Linked DNA regions of Danio rerio: region 1 is linked to region 2. A link is a contact called in public HiChIP or PLAC-seq data. All regions are on one chromosome and are shown on one strand. The core of a region is the stretch at or near the end of the contact, and the rest is flanking DNA. Distances in the headings are between cores, read along the strand shown.

Region 1 (3,453 bases), core at 117-2,616, 83 kb after region 2:
GGTAATCTGGGACAGTCTATCGAATGGGAGAAATATGCATTTAGAGACTTTGTAAGTTTAATGACTACGAAGATGGAATGTACAATGTGCTGTACACAAACACACACACACACACACCCTTACACACAGTCTATCTCTCTCTCTCTCTCTCTCTCTCTCTCTCTTACACACACACACACACACACACACACACACACACACACACACACACACACACACACACACACACAGTCTTTCTCTCATATACATAATGTCCCAGATTACGAAGTGACCTGTCCCAGATTATCAAATTCAGGCAGAATTTTTGTTTTTGACAAATAAATACTAATAGGTGTGGCATGGCTCTTCTCAGTATAATATCTATATTATGTTTTCTTAGGTGGTTAGAAAACATCTTAGGGATTTTAGAAAAGTCTCATATGTGGTTCTAGTTAGACAGACATTGAAAATGAGAGCTGAAGTCAAAATTGCAAAAAGTGTCCCAGATTACCCGAATTCACCCTACCAGGGCCGGAGTGGGACACCTTTTCAGCCCTGGAGTTTCAAGCTTCAGACCGGCCCACCTCAGTTCACGACTGACTATATTAAAATAAGGTCATTTCCAAATCAGTTTCTAATGACACTATCACGTATTTTTTTGAAAAAAAAAACAGCTGCTTTAGAACTTCAAATGTTCAACAACCCTAACAGTATTATATGTCTTAACAATAAAAACGAAAACAATAAGTTACTCTAATGAGGATCAAACCCGGGTCCGCGGAATCTTTACCTAACATGCTAACCGCTGGACCACAATAACTATAATCAAAATGGAGACACAACTGAGTTTTATTAATTATTATTATTATTATTAAAATAGATGAAAAGAGAAGTGTTGCGGTAAAATAACGAATAAAAAGGCTGTGGTCAAGTAAATAAATAAATTTAAAAAGTGTAACTGCTGAGAGCAAAAGATTCTGGAGCTACGGACACCGGCCCTCGCGGCCAAAAAACGGACCGGCCCACCGGGAGAATTCCCGGTCCTCCCGATTACCCAATCCGGGCCTGCACCCTACTACCACTTAAATTGAATAATATCCTACGTAAAAACTGTATAATATATATATTTTTTCATTTTTCATTCATATTTTGTCACATTTTTCGAGGATAACCTTTTAATGTAAAAGTAATGTATAGCCTACTTGCCATAAAGTTTCCTTTGGCAGCAAGGGGATTGAAATGCTCTTTTCCTTTTAATCCTGAAGCTTTGAAGTGTCGATGGAGTCGAGTGTCGATTGGCCAGTGTGTAACTGCTGCTGACTGTAGTTACTGCTCCATGAGCCGCTTGTCATTTTCTATTTACTAGCGCGCGCTCCTCATTACGTTCACGCGACTCCGGTCGTCAAGGCGACTCAAAGCATTCCTATAACAAAAGCTGACGTTACAAAGTTCTCCAAAGCTTTTAAGATCAGTTAAAACATAAAACACAGCGCTGAAGAGAAAATGCTGAAAAACTGCTGTCGGTTAAGGTAAGTTGTCTGTTCAACGTTTAAAATATCAGTGCTTGTTCAACATTAAGTTTATAACGTGACCTTACGTTGCAGAGGATTTATTCATTGAATAGTTTTGTTGTTGTTGTAACGTTACTTTAAAACCATTACCTGACATCAATATCTCCTCCTGGATCCAGCATTTCTAGATGAATTCAACATCGCCTGACATGGAGAGAATTGAAGATTTGCATTTAAACTCAGCACTGCATACAGAATATGAAGTCGAAGAACTTAACAATTATGATCCATATATTGGGATGCCAGAATACAGTTCTGGGGATGATCAATCATTTACAACAGACTCAAGCCACACTGTCAGCTGTACAGTCAGCATTGCATTAGCTATCTTTAAAGGTATAATATGGTGCTGTTCAGACATTAAAGTGATATTTTACCCAAAAATTAATGTCCTCACCATCGCCTTACACATAAGTGGTTCTAAACCTTTTTTTTTCTGTTAGATTTTTCTGAACAAAAAGCAGCAATTTACATATAAAGAGACAAGAACAAAAGTAGCCTACTACTGAAGGTACACCTTTAAGTAGCTATATCTTCCTTTTTCTTAAACAGAAGAAAGAAATTGATAAAAGTTTAGAACCACTTGACTGTGTGTATAGGGAATTTTAATTTTGGGATGGAACTATCCCTTTAATGTATCCCATATTACATATTTCTGCATTATATTGCACATTGTTAATGACAAAACAATGCCTAAAACCATGCTAAACTCTTATGCATGGAAAATAGTATTAGCACGAATAGGCTACTAATATTATTTTGTATTCTCTTGAATCAGAGCATGAGGAGTGTTTTACAGAGAAAAGAAAAAAAGGGACAAAGAACGAGACATCCAATGAGGTAGTAGAGGCCCCCAGAGCCGAGGGCTATTATTGCATTGAGTACAACATGCTGCCTGATGACCCTGAACCAACCAGAGTAGATCTAGTGATGTTTGGATTAGCAGCTAAGCTCTACATGGCCAGTGAGACTAAGGTAAACCGTTGTGATTAATTAGTGGTTAACAACCGGGCTTGTAAACAATAAATTATTTATATGTAGAATAACGCTAAGTATGCTACTTTGACCTGATAACCAAACATTTGGTGATTCATAAATTATGCACTTGTGGTTTTGCATCACTGACCCCAAAGAAAGCTGGTTTAGGGTATCAGTTAATGGCCTCCTCAAACTTCTATTGTGCACCTCACAGTTTAGGGTGAACACTTTTGTCTTCCACTTAGAAAAAATAATTAGCACATTTTAGAATTATTTGTGCATGCTTTTTAAAATTTAATTTCATTATTATTTTTTTTACTAATGCTCACATTTGTTTCATAATTTAAAAAAATCCATTGCAATATAAAATGATTGTTTTCTATTTTGATACATTTTAAAATGTTATTTATTTTGGCAGTCATTACAGCAGTCTCCAGTGTCACACAATGCTCCAGTAATCATTCTAAAATGCCAATTTGGTGCTCCAAAGATTTATACCCTTATTATCAACGTTTAAAACTGTTATGATTTCTTATTTTTCTAGATTCTTTGACCAGAAGGATCTATTTTAAATATCTATTGCAACATTACAGTTATCTGTATGGTCACTTTTTGATAAATTTAAAGTCTGCATGAAATAAAATTATAATGTTTATATTGCTACTGCACATTGTTATAGTCTTAAGGTGAACATTTAATCCTTGCAAGTTAATCTACTTGGGAAAAACTTTTTACTAGAATTTTTAAACAAAATTCAACCATTTTCGTCTTTGGAATGGCAGTCTTTCTCTTTTGATTTTAGTATGACAATTGTAAAATACTTATAGCCACTTCTCCAACCGTTTTTTCGCTTTAAATGAAACATGACTGAGAGAGCATAAAAATAAACGCCAGTCCCCTACTAAATAATTTGTTTCAGTTGGAA
Region 2 (3,255 bases), core at 305-2,804:
TAATATAATATAATATAATATAATTTATTTTTCCAGAGATGGGTTGTGGCTGAAAGGGCATCCGCTGCGTAAAAACGTGCTGGATAAATTGGCAGTTCATACCGCTGTGACGACCCTGGATTAATAAAGTGACAAAGCCGAAAAGAAAATGAACGAGTAATGTAATATATATTGGGCGACATGGTGGCTCAGTGGTTAGCACTGTCGCCTCACAGCAAGAACGGATTTGAATTCAGGCTGGGTCAGTTGGCATTTCTGTGTGGAGTTTGCATGTTCTCCCCGTGTTTGTGTGGGGTATCCTCCGGGTGCTCTGTCTGGTTTCCCCAACAAATACAAAGACCTATGTGGGCAAAACCTGTTTTACAATACATACCAAGACTAACAATAAGGCTATCCGTACCCTTTTCCAAAGAGAACTTATTACTGTACCTTATTCAATCTTATTGGATGTCATTAAAGGATCAACTGATTTGCTGGAAAAAAGTGTGGCTGTTACCACAGAAATATTATGTTAGAAATAAAATTAAAGAAATATCTTATAAACTCCTCCACATATTTTATTGAGCAAAACATTATTTACAAAAAATTTAAAGTTGGATTGATGTAAATTGTATTTTTGTAGTGAATATGAGGAGACTGCTTTACATTTATTTTGGCCTTGCTCATACTCAGTCAACTTATGGAGTGAGGTGCAAAAATTTATTAATAAACAATTACAGTGTTCTAAACCTGTCATTGCCGTGGGAAAATTTACTTTTTGCCATTTCTATGTACCATAATCAAGAGGAAAATTGTTTTTATTTAATTAATTATTTTGCTAACAAAATTTTACATTCATAAATGTAAATTAACCAATAGGAAACCGAATTTAAAGGTGTTGATGACTGAATTATGCTTATATATTAGTAGTATCAGAGACTCTCTAAATAAGAAAGCCCTACACACTTTAAAACTTTGTGAACTCAATGTTATTTTAGGTTGCCTTTTAAAATCTGGTATGGGGGCAACAGATAAAAATTAGCTGTTGTGGCTAACTCTGGCTACTGTTTATTAATGAGAACTGTCCCTGTTAAATAAAAAAATAAATAAAATAAGTAAATAAATAAAAACGATCAGCATCATCAGCTGCATAAATCTGGACAAGCTGTGGCAACCCCTTATGAATAAAGGGAATAAGCTGAAGAAAAAAATATTGAATGAATAATATATGGCAAACACACATGCTTCACGTGATCAAAAACACTTTAACTTCCTTAAAAACAATGAAGATGTCATTCTAAGTATAGTCGGAAATCTTCGTGTTTATTTTCACGTTTATACACTAGATACTGTTTAACAATATATCTAAAAGTACTAGCAATGAAGTATTTTCACGGCAATACACTAGATACTGTTTAACAATATATCTAAAAGAAGTAGCAGCAATAAAGTAACCTTTTTGTTTCTATCCGAGAGAACTACAAGCTCCAGTCCAGCAGATGGCAGTAACACACAACCGACCGTTCACACACACATTACCTACTTCTACTTCCGTAGCTCGCAGCAGCATCATTCATAGCAACGAAAACAGCGGTTTGTCTTCACAATGGCAAGTAGATTTTTACCACTGATATATGATCATACATGACTTTAATTGAAAAAACATTTTATTCACCACTTTATTTTTCAGAAGAGTTTTTAAATAGGTAAACAATGACTGCTGGGCGTTGTCATTTGCGAGATGGCCCTTAGTAGCCAACAATTTCTCGAGTAAACAAAAGCAAAAACACGACATTTTTTCAGTAAAGACTAATTTATTAATTTAACGGAACGTTTATCTTGAAGCATACTAACTATTTAGCCGTGTTATAAGCAGGTTTTGTGGTTTAATTGTCTGTTTTAATCTGTTTCAGGCCGAGGTGGAGGAGACTATTAAAAGGATTCAGTCTCAGAAAGGAGTACAGGGAATCATCATTGTTAATGCAGAAGGTATCTATTATTTGCCAATTAAGAAATAAGCAGATGTAATTGCGTGTTTTGGTTGAGCTGCAAACAATGTCATGTGCTTCAGTGCAGCATAAAACAAAGACATCTTTGTTGTTGGGTCTTTAATATGTCCTGTGTGTTTTCTCGTAGGAATCCCCATTAAAAGCACTCTTGACAACACGAGCACAGTTCAGTATGCTGCTAACATCCATCAGCTGCTCATGAAGGCCCGGGGAATAGTGAGGGACATCGACCCTCAGAATGATCTCACCTTTCTACGAGTTCGATCAAAGAAGAATGAGATCATGATTGCACCAGGTAAAGATACATTAGAGATGTAACGGTATGAAAATGTAGTATCATGATTATATTAAAGAAATGTATCACTGTTAAAAATACCAAATCATGTAAGACATTCCACCAAGTTTTACATCTGCATATGAAAAAACAACAAATGCAATCTGCAGTTTTTTTTGCAATCTCGTGGGTTCATTCTAAAACGCTTAACGTTGAAAAAGCCTAACAGGGCTTAAAGGGCACATAGTTTACCCCTTTTTATGATTTAATATTAGTATTATGGTTCTTCTGAGTGTGCCAGTGTAGGTTCAGTTCAAAACACAGTTCAGATGTTTTTATTATAGTGTGTTCAAAAGTGTCATGTTGGGGGCGTTTACACAGTTGCTGTTTTAGGCATGTGTTGCTTCACATGAAAATTAGTTTCGGCTTCCCTCCCAACGTAACAAGGGGGCGGAGCCAAGAGCTTACCCGCTCTGTGTTTGGCAACAGACAAGCAGACTGTGAGATGGAGCAGGAGTGAGAGGATCAGCATTCAGCCGTACATGTTCGACTCGGACAAAGACCAAGCAGAGAGTGTCTTTGTGTCTTTGGACAGTTTTACAGACAACTGTGTTCTAGTTTAAAGTGCCGAGGTTGTACACTGATACTAATAACCACGCACACTGAATTAACTTTGACTGCGACACCGGATGCGCCGCGACATGGCACACCAGACACTCTCTGTGGCGCGGCAGAAACATTAAGTGTCCCGAATCGTCGCGCCACGCATTCTAGAACTCTAAACACAGGCCTACATCAGGGTAAACACAACTGCGGCTGTTTGCGGCGCCCAGCCGCTGGCTTGAAGCGCCATTGTGTTTACCCTGACAGAAACCCACGCCCAGAACTCCAAAATGCAAGGCGCTGCATCAGCGTCACGCGACGCTTCTGGTGTGCGGCCTGCAGGCAACGCACATGAAGCAACGCGCTTGCACTTTTCCAGCTGCACCAAGT

The links. HiChIP or PLAC-seq counts read pairs in DNA pulled down with a chosen protein or histone mark.
Region 1: a contact with region 2 is called in an H3K4me3 HiChIP or PLAC-seq map of gastrula embryo, with 2.3 times the contacts expected there. The contact joins the promoter of cfap92 here to the promoter of dynlrb1 in region 2. A contact is called at or near these places in 2 of 4 datasets of contacts at active chromatin or transcription factors (embryo and gastrula embryo).

What each region holds. Positions count from the first base shown.
Region 1 is chr11:28,764,027-28,767,479 of GRCz12tu, forward strand. cfap92 (cilia and flagella associated protein 92 (putative)) reads left to right here and starts at 1,367. Exons shown (of 15, transcript XM_073916797.1): 1 at 1,367-1,508; 2 at 1,670-1,886.
Region 2 is chr11:28,681,160-28,684,414 of GRCz12tu, forward strand. dynlrb1 (dynein, light chain, roadblock-type 1) reads left to right here and starts at 1,555. Exons shown (of 4, transcript NM_201188.1): 1 at 1,555-1,588; 2 at 1,893-1,968; 3 at 2,116-2,283. The coding sequence starts at 1,586.